2 separate regions of the Sus scrofa genome follow, and region 1 is linked to region 2. The links are chromatin contacts, called in public HiChIP or PLAC-seq maps. All regions are on one chromosome and are shown on one strand. Each heading gives the region's core, a stretch centred on a gene start, on an enhancer-like site or on the middle of the called end of the contact. The rest is flanking DNA. Distances are from core to core; before and after follow the strand shown. Region 1 holds the start of SMIM20 (small integral membrane protein 20). Region 2 holds the start of SEL1L3 (protein sel-1 homolog 3).

Region 1 (4,122 bases), core at 915-3,414, 51 kb before region 2:
TTTTTTTTTTTAGGGCTGCACCTGCCAGATATGGAAATTCTCAGGCTGGGGTCGAACTGGAGCTGCAGCTGCCAGCCTACAGCACAGCCACAGCAAGTGCCAGATCTGAGCTGCACCTGCGACCTATGCTGTATCTTGTGGCAATGCTGGATCCTTAATCCACTGAGCAAGGCTAGGGATCAAACCCTCATTCTCATGGATATTAGGTTCTTAAACAGCTGAGCCACAATGGGAACTCCCTGGACTATTCCTTTAAGACTGTCATTGGGAGACACAGCACAAACCCACCTTGATCATCTGCCCTAGAGCAAGGGTTTCTCAACCCAGCACCACTGGCACCACTCGCATCTTGGGCTGGGTAATTCTTTGTTAAGGGGTGGGGGCTGCCCTGTGCATTACAGAGAGTTTAGCAGCACCCTGGCCTCTATACACTAGATGCCAGGAGCACACTTACTCCACCCACCCCACCCATTTTGTGACCAGCAAAAACGTCTCCCGATAGAACTAAATGTCCCCTGGGGGACAAAAATCATCCCCAGTTGAGAGGTACGGCTCTAGTCTTCAGAACTGAAACTTTTCAAGTAGGATCCAAAGTAGATTCCCTTGTCCCAGCTTCAACTCTAGGGGCTATAATACAATAGCCCGGGGCAAGGACCAAGTAAGAAGGGATAAAACAGAGAGATAACGCAGGGCTTCCAAGGTCCCATGTTTACCCCCACGCGTGGTCACGCGTGGTCACGCGTGGTCACGCGTGGTCACGCGTGGTCACGTAGATAGATAGGCTGGAAGGCAGGGTGCAGAGGCCATTTCAATCTTGACTGATGAAAAGAAGCTACAAGAAATTTGAGTGTGTACTTAAACCGCTCTGCCTCAGAAACCAGATGTTGTAGCATTTGTAATGGTCAGAGCATTTATACAGCACTTTTGCCTTCAAATCACCAAGCTCACAGCCTCCACTGATATTCTCAAGGGGCAAGGTTGGCCCTTTTCCATCTTCTAGATGATTCAGGTTTCCTGGAGAACAAAATGAGCCTCTAATGCCTAATATTTTCTCTCTGACAGATGGTTTCAGATGTATCAAAGTGCTAATCCTTGCTGAGGTATAGGTCTCAAGGAAGGGGAGTGTGGCTTTTAGAATGATAGGACTGGAATGATTAAGGAAGAAAATTACTCCCAGGATATTCACCATTGTCATGTGAGTAACCAGCTTAAAATGAAGGAAGATAGCAGAATCTGAAGGAAGATTTGAGGAGAAAGAAGAGGAAAAACCCAAAACCTCAGGTTAACAGTTTAGCTCTGAGACATTTCTGATCAAAGACATCTTTGGGAGCGGAAATGAAGTGCAATAAACACATCTGCAAGTTCAGGACAATTAGGGCCCACCTCCCTCCCCCAATATCACCTTCCCAGCTTCAGTACAAGGAAGAAATTCTGGAGACAGAGGCCTGGGTTGGAATACGTGTCTTGCCGCTAACAGCTGTGTGACTTTGGGCATGTTACACAACCTGAGTCTCAGTTTCCCCGTCTGTAAGACAGCAACATGTACCTCAAAAAAAGGTGTAAATTAAAAGATCCTATGTGCATTAACGAGACATAGAAGCCTGCAGTGAATGTTAGCTATGAATATTAACTCGTATTTAGTGTTGACCTACGACGTGCAGACTGCCTTTGAGTCTCAGCAGAGGCTAGACGGTTTTATTTTAAGATACTACAGAAACACATAACTACTGATGAAGATAGTGAGGGCCCAAGAGGTGGAGTCACTTGTCCACGGTCACAAAGCTGCACACAAAGGATTCGAACCCAGGTCTCCCTGACTCGCGAGCCAAGCTCTGCCCAAGGCCCCACGTGGAGAGGATGGGGAAAGAGAGGGAGTCACTGGGACCAGGGCACCGCGTGGTGGTCAGAGGTCACTCACGGTACTCCTCCAGCCGCATTAGGGGCCGGAAGTAGATGGGGTAGAAGGCGGCGCCGATCAGGGTGATGAAGCCACCAAAAATGAGCGCGGTGCGCAGATTCGTGGACATGGCTCTGAACCGGGCCTTCGCTGACCCGCTGAGGACACCGAGCTCTCGCAATCCTGGCTCCTGCCCGCTGGGTCGTGACCCGGCTGGGAAGTGGAGAAACGGCTTTTGCTTCCGGGCCTTGTGGGCGGGGCTAGGAGGCGGAACAGGGGCGGGAAGAGGTTGGGTCAAGGGTGGCACCGAAGGCGGGGCTTAGGACTGGGTGGGGCTAGGGCAGGGGGTGGGGCTGGGGCGGGGGTGGGACTAGGGGAGGAAGGGGCGAGGCGTGTAACCCCACGCACCGCCTCCGGGCGGTGCCTGGCAGCGCCTGGCTGCCTGGCTCCGGAGGGCGAGCGCCAGCTGGGAGAATGGAGAGTGGAGCTTTTATTGCTCTTGATCTCAGTTCCGCCCCCTGCCCTAAACCGGGTTCACCTCTCAGCCGCTCCACCCACACTCTTCTGACCTCGTTACCACTCCCTCCTTTACCAACCAAACTTCCTTCTTCCACCACTGGTTTGATTTTCATGACTCCACCAAGAGGTGGATGCTCTCTAGGGCTCATTGATTTAATCCACATATCTTTTACAGATGAGGAAATCCTGTCTTGGCTGCATGATTTAAACAAGTTGCTTGGCCTTAAGGGCGGTTTGAGGGGATTAGAGACAAATGCAAATCGCCTGACCCTGGATGGCCAGCAGGGGCTTCTGAACCAAGGCTAGCTTGGGAGGAATATTATTGCAACATCCAAACTACAAGTAAATCTTTTCTGACTCTGATCTTCCATGCTCTCCTCTCTCCCTCTTCCCTTTGTTGGATGTCAGGATTACGAATGAGGATGGGGAATAGAGATCCGTGCAGGGCAGGGAGCCAGCAGCCAGTTCTACTAATGGGACCTTGGGGCTCTGCCTTGTTGCCTGGGGTGGAAGCCACTGAGGACAGATCTGCTTCCTCTTCCTGTGATTGCCATCCTTCATGTTTCTGGGGGGGGGCTGTGTCAGTATATGACCCACCCAGCGGTACTGGACAGCTGAGACTAAGATTCCCTGGGCTTTCACTCAATCGTTTTTAAATAAGAATGATACCAGCAGCTGGGGGCTGGGGAACAAATCTTGACCCCAGCATCATTATTTAGTGCAGAAAAGATTTACGATCTTTCGGAAATGGTGTGGAGGTCACAGGTTTCCTCTTTTCTTTGTAGTTTTGTAGTTGAGTCAAGCTACTATGTACCTCTGTGGTTCCAGAAGCATATAAATCAGGTATTCAATCTGTCAGCAGATTTATGGACTGTCCGCTGTGCCCCAAACATCAGGCAAAGTGCCACGGGGGACACAAAGATGAATAAGACATGACCCTTGCTCTCCAGGATCCTGTCATGTGGATGGAGGGACAGGACATATACATAAAAAGACAGCTAATGACCCGACACAGCCTGTTGCTGATGAGTGATGGAGTCTTGGGGGCTGCAGAAGTTCAGAGGAGGAAGACAGATGACTGTAGGTGAGATAACTGCTCCTCGGGTGCTTACAGGAGCTTGTTAGGGTGAGGATAGAAGACTTTATAGCAAAGAGGGAAGCTGCGATGCCTGCTTTATATCATGTGATGTAAAAACTCAGGTATACTGCACATTTGTCATTTTAGCCTCCCAGCATCCACTTCTTTTTCTATTAATAATACCCCAACTATCTTTTGGCAAACCACTCCTCTCCCATTCTCAATCTGTGAAGAAAACTGGGGTTCCCATGCACCCTATTTTTACTCTCTCCCAGCTCTCAGGGTTAAGCATTTAACCAAGCCTGACCAAGCTCCCCCACTCATCACGGGATTGTCTGGCACTGGACCCAGGCCTGATTGTCCAGTGGGGCTGCATCCTCCTGGCCATGTGACCCAAACTGAGCTAACCACAATCTATCCTAACTACTAGAAGGCTGGATTTGAACTTGAAGGGATGCAGCTCTTGAAGGGATGCTGGGGACCACGATGTAGATACTGAGCATGGAGAGAGTACAGCAGAAGGAGAGCCAGGAGATGGGAGAAATCAGATGCTGACATTATATTTGAGCCCCTGAATCCAGCTGTGCCCAAACCGGATTTTCAGTAACATGAACTAATAAAGTCCCCT
Region 2 (4,601 bases), core at 791-3,290:
TATACTGGCAGGAAAAAACATATGGACATGTTCTAGGACAAAGCCATCAAATCTTTTATCCCCTTGAACACTCAACAGAATAAATGGTTGCTACACCACATGGGAGAATGCTGAGTGCTTTGGGTTGGTGGAAATGGGACAAGGTGTCACCAAACCAAGACACGGGCCACTGCTTTAATGTGGTGCATTCTGGATGAGAAAGGAGCAGAGTGCCCCTTTCCTATATAAGGAAAGTTTCTAGAAATGGGGTCTGTGGGCTGGCAGCAGCAGCATCTCCCAGTTTGTTGGCAAGGCAGCCTCTCAAGCCCCACCTAAGACCTACTGAACCTGGAATTCTAGTTGGGTTGCCCAGCCATGTGTGTTTACAAGCCCTCCTGGTGATGGAGATGCAGGCTGAAGTTCGAGAGCCAGTGACAGAAGTCATTACTTTGCAGTGAGTGACACGGAACCAAGAGCCTGACCCAGGGCCTCCGCCCTTAGGTGACCTAAAAAGGTAAAGGATGACTCAGCTGACTTGCTGATTGTGGCCAGGGCTGTGCTGAGAAGGCGGAGAGCATATCCAGGCACAGGGCATGCCAAAGCTGGCCTAATCCCGCCCTGGGCACCCTTTCTTCACCACCAGCCTCTCCCCACACCTGCCGCGGGGACTTGATCTGCTATGGTGGCACTGACACTGGGAAAAGACTGTGTCCTCTCCGACTCCCAATCTATTATTAGTTCCAATCCGCACAAATCCACCAGTGCCAAAGGGAAGCTTTTGAGAACTTTGGAAGGTGGGTTAACTGTTTCAGTGCAGCCGCGGACCCAAGCAATTGTCTGAGCCACTAGACACAGCCACAAGCTTCCCAGAGCGCCAGGGCCACCCCGCTGGGGAATCCAGCCGGCTCCTCGGTTGGTCTGGCGGCAGAACGCTGGTCGGGAGCAGGTAGTCCCAACCTTCGTTCCTAAGGCCCAAGATGTGTCTGACTTTTTTTTTTTTTTTTTTTTTTAATAAAAAGCTGTTTATGCACTTCAAGAGCCTCACCCCTTTCACTTGGGGCTTGAGCACAATTACATTGGCGTAATTAATTCATTTTCTTTTCAGTCCAAAGTGGAAGCCAGGGCACAGGGATGCAAATCAGATACAATCCCGCTTTGGGCGCCGATACTCTGGACAATTAAAACAAAGAGCTCGGCAGCGGCTGCGCGGGCCCCGGCACAAAACCCTCGGGAAGCATCCAGAACGTGCGGCGAACCAGCCGGCAGGGTGGGGCGCAACCCGGGCTAAAAAATGTGCGTGCTGGGAGGCGGCCCCACCCCTGCAGGTGGACAGGTGGAGGTTGGCAGGGGTCAAAATCCCTCCGTAAGGACTGGCATCTGGGCCGCTGCGTGGCGCAACTCCAGGGGGCACACTCGCCCTGCGCCCGGTGGGAATGGCGCCCTCGCCAAAAAAGCACCCTAGCCAAAACCCATTGCACGGGCGGGAACTGGGCTGCGCGACCCGCCAAAGGAGTGGGTGGGAGAGAGAGGGTGCGCCAGAGCGGACTGGAAGGGGACGGGGAAGGAGGGGAGAGAGGAAACGGGCTGGGAGAGAAGGGGGAAAGTGAAAAAAATAGGGCGGTAGGAAGAGAGAGGTGAGAGTGAGAGAATTGGGGAGCGAGGAAAAAGGGAAACGGGGGGAGGCGAGAGGGATCGCGGAGAGGAAGAGCGCGGAAGGGGGGCGGGGGAGGAAGGGGAGGAAAGGGAAGAAAGAGAAAAGGGGGCTGCCCGAGAGCCGGGGGCGGGGGCACGGGCAGGGGGCGGGGGGCACGGCCGGGGGGGCGGGACCCGGGTCGGTCCCCACCTGCGTGGGCGCCGGCCACCCCCGGGGTGGAAGCCTGGGGGCCGGAGGGAGCCGCGGAGAGGCGGGCTGGGCAGGGAGCTGAGAGGAGGGAGGGGACGGGGACTGGGAGGCGGGGAGGAGCCGGCGCTCGGCTGGGGCTGCGGGGGCGGCGACGGCGGGAGCGGCCGTGGAGGCGGCGGCGGGTCCGGCGGCGGCGGCGGCAGGTGGCCCCGCGCGCGGCGGCCGGCCCGGCCGGGGCGGGCGGGAAGGTGGCGCCTCGGGCGGGGGCCGGTCCCTGCACCAGGTGACCTGTTCCGGCCCGGATCCGGGCGGCCTCGCCATGCAGCGGTGCGGCGCGGGGCTCGGGTGGCCACGGCGGCAGCAGCAACAACCCCCGCCGCCCGCGGTCGGCCCCCGGGCCGCAGCCATGGCCCCCCCGAGCGGCGGCGTTCCCCCGGGCCTCGGCGGCCGCCCTGCCTGCACGCTGCTCCTGCTCTGCTACCTGGTGAGCGCCGGACCCTGCCCGGGTCCTCCCCTGCGCGCGGGGCTCCGGGGACGCGGGTGGTGGCGGCCAGGGACCTCCGCCTCACGGGCGGGTACCGCGCGGCTAGTTTTCGCTCTTCCTCGCCGCTGCACCCGGGGCGCTCCCGGCACCTGGGATGGGTACCCAGGGCGCGGAGAGGGGTGCGTGGACCGGACCTGCAGCGCTGCGCTCTCGCCGGGGTCCTTTCCTCTCCCTCTGAGACCCGCTCCAGATCCGGGTCAGGTTCCCGTAGAGACCCGGTCCTGTCCCCCACTCCACCTGGGCACCTCGCCACCCCGCCACCCCGCGTTTCCTCTTCTCCCCGCGGGTCCTGGGCTTCCCTCAGTCTTCTCGCGGCTCCTTTCCTCCCCGTGCCCAACTTCGCCTCTTTCTGTGGGCGAACGCCTCGACCCTCCTTTTAGTTTCCATCCGGTCCTCACGGCCCGGACCGTTTTCTGCCAACGCACCCGGCGATGAACCTCGTATTTCCAGCGCTTTTCAACTCCTCCATGGTCACTCTAGCCAAGTTGCAGATGCCAGTAAGAAATGTAGTTCTTTGTAACACGCTTACCGCCGGAGCGGGGACTTCAGCTGCGTCTCGAACATTGTCATTTCAGAGAACACGTTTGGCTCCTGCATGCCAGTTTACAATTTGCACACTTCTTGGCTTCTCTTTTAGTCATCAACTAAATGGCAGTAACCTAGTTTTCAAAACCAACTCATTTAAAATACCAGAGCAATGTAGACCCCCGCCCAACAAGGTGGGAGAATAGTCCTCAATTCCTTTGATGGTTTGCTTTCTTCTGCTTTGAATTCTCCTGAACAATAGTAAATTTACAGAAGGTGACACCCTTTCCGTCCAGCCTACCTTATGTTCCAGGATCCTGCAGAACCTTTGGGTTATCTCGCCATATATTACTGTAAATAAATGAAATGGAAAATGCTGAATCATGAAACTGATGTAATAGGAAATTCACAGAATGCTTAAAAAAGAAAAATTGAGCAGTGTCATTGTCCAGGATTCTTTTCATTTCTATGGCATTGCCATTATTTCAAGACTTTCTTCTTGGAGGCTGAAAACTGCTTAGGAGACACTGGCAGGAATTAGAATTTGATTCCATAGAGATTTGCCAAGTTTCTCTTGACACGCTTTACTTCTTGGATGTTTCATTTCTTGACGCGAGAGGATGTAAAAATGCAGAGGATGTAATTCTGCTGTTGCATCTACCTGTTGAGCAATCCATGCTTTTCCTCATATGGTGAAATAAGCTAGTACCAGGTTTTGTGGTTGGATTTAGTTCATATTTTTATAAGACGTTGTCAGTTGATATGAATGATTTTTTTTCACCCAGGAGATATTATTATTTCATATTTATGCCACAGGGTTACAGCACACAGGCTCATAAATAAAACTGCCATAACAAATGATAGGGTTTCAGTTTAAACAGATGATTCCCATCCACAATGCACTGGTTACCCACAGAGGCAGAAATGATAGAGTAGAGCAGCGTGTGAAACATTAATGTACAAGTGTTCGGGAACGTTCCACGTGGAAATCCCAAGACCTGGCAAGGAGAGACCACTTCTTGACAGTTACAAGAAATTAAAGTGAAAGAGCAGTAAAGGCCTAGTGGTCCACAAGAACAAAGACAGATGATGGAGCAGGTATAAAAATTCTGTATGGACCAAGGGGGATTTGAGAGAACAGATCAGAGAGAGGAGAAAAATGATGCTGTGGATGGACCGGGGTGAGTTAGTAGAGAGGCGAGGTAGGGCTCCAAAAAGAGAGATCATAGAAAATACTGTAATGTGGAAAATGACTAGAGCCTGGATCGATGTCTTGGCAGACAAGGAGGGAATGGATGTTGGAGCTTTCGTGGCAAAGGAAATGTCAGGGCTTCCTAGCTATGTGTGTTTATTCAGATGGGCTTCGGATATGGCCCTGTGTTTAAAAAAAAAAAAAAAAAAAAAAAAAGGGACTTAGATAAGCAAGAAAGCCGCTTTGCAGCCGGATGAGAAAGTTTTGCAAAACCCAGGGAAGCAAAAGTGCGACTTGCAAGGTGGGCTTCACCTTTTGTTCTAAAGGTCTAGCCATTGGGTTTAGCTCTAGAGGTACGTGCTACCTGTAAGCCGTCTTGACCTTGGAGAAATTCAGTTGCAGATTGGGGTAAACAGAAACCTTCTGCATGAACACATGAAAAACGCGAAACAACTGAGGAAAAAAAATGTGTAATTGTGAGCATCTTGTGCATCAAGAAATACTTCCTAGAGAAAATG

What was found. HiChIP or PLAC-seq counts read pairs in DNA pulled down with a chosen protein or histone mark.
Region 1: a contact with region 2 is called in an H3K27ac HiChIP or PLAC-seq map of alveolar macrophages. The contact joins the promoter of SMIM20 here to the promoter of SEL1L3 in region 2. A contact is called at or near these places in 5 of 47 Hi-C or Micro-C datasets (epiblast stem cells, liver, retroperitoneal adipose tissue and 1 more) and 2 of 2 datasets of contacts at active chromatin or transcription factors (alveolar macrophages and skeletal muscle).

Annotation. Positions count from the first base shown.
Region 1 is chr8:19,699,064-19,703,185 of Sscrofa11.1, reverse strand. It overlaps SMIM20 (small integral membrane protein 20), which reads right to left and starts at 2,164. Exons shown (of 3, transcript XM_003356880.4): 1 at 1,919-2,164. The coding sequence starts at 2,027.
Region 2 is chr8:19,647,223-19,651,823 of Sscrofa11.1, reverse strand. SEL1L3 (protein sel-1 homolog 3) reads left to right here and starts at 2,040. Exons shown (of 30, transcript XM_021101079.1): 1 at 2,040-2,306. The coding sequence starts at 2,142.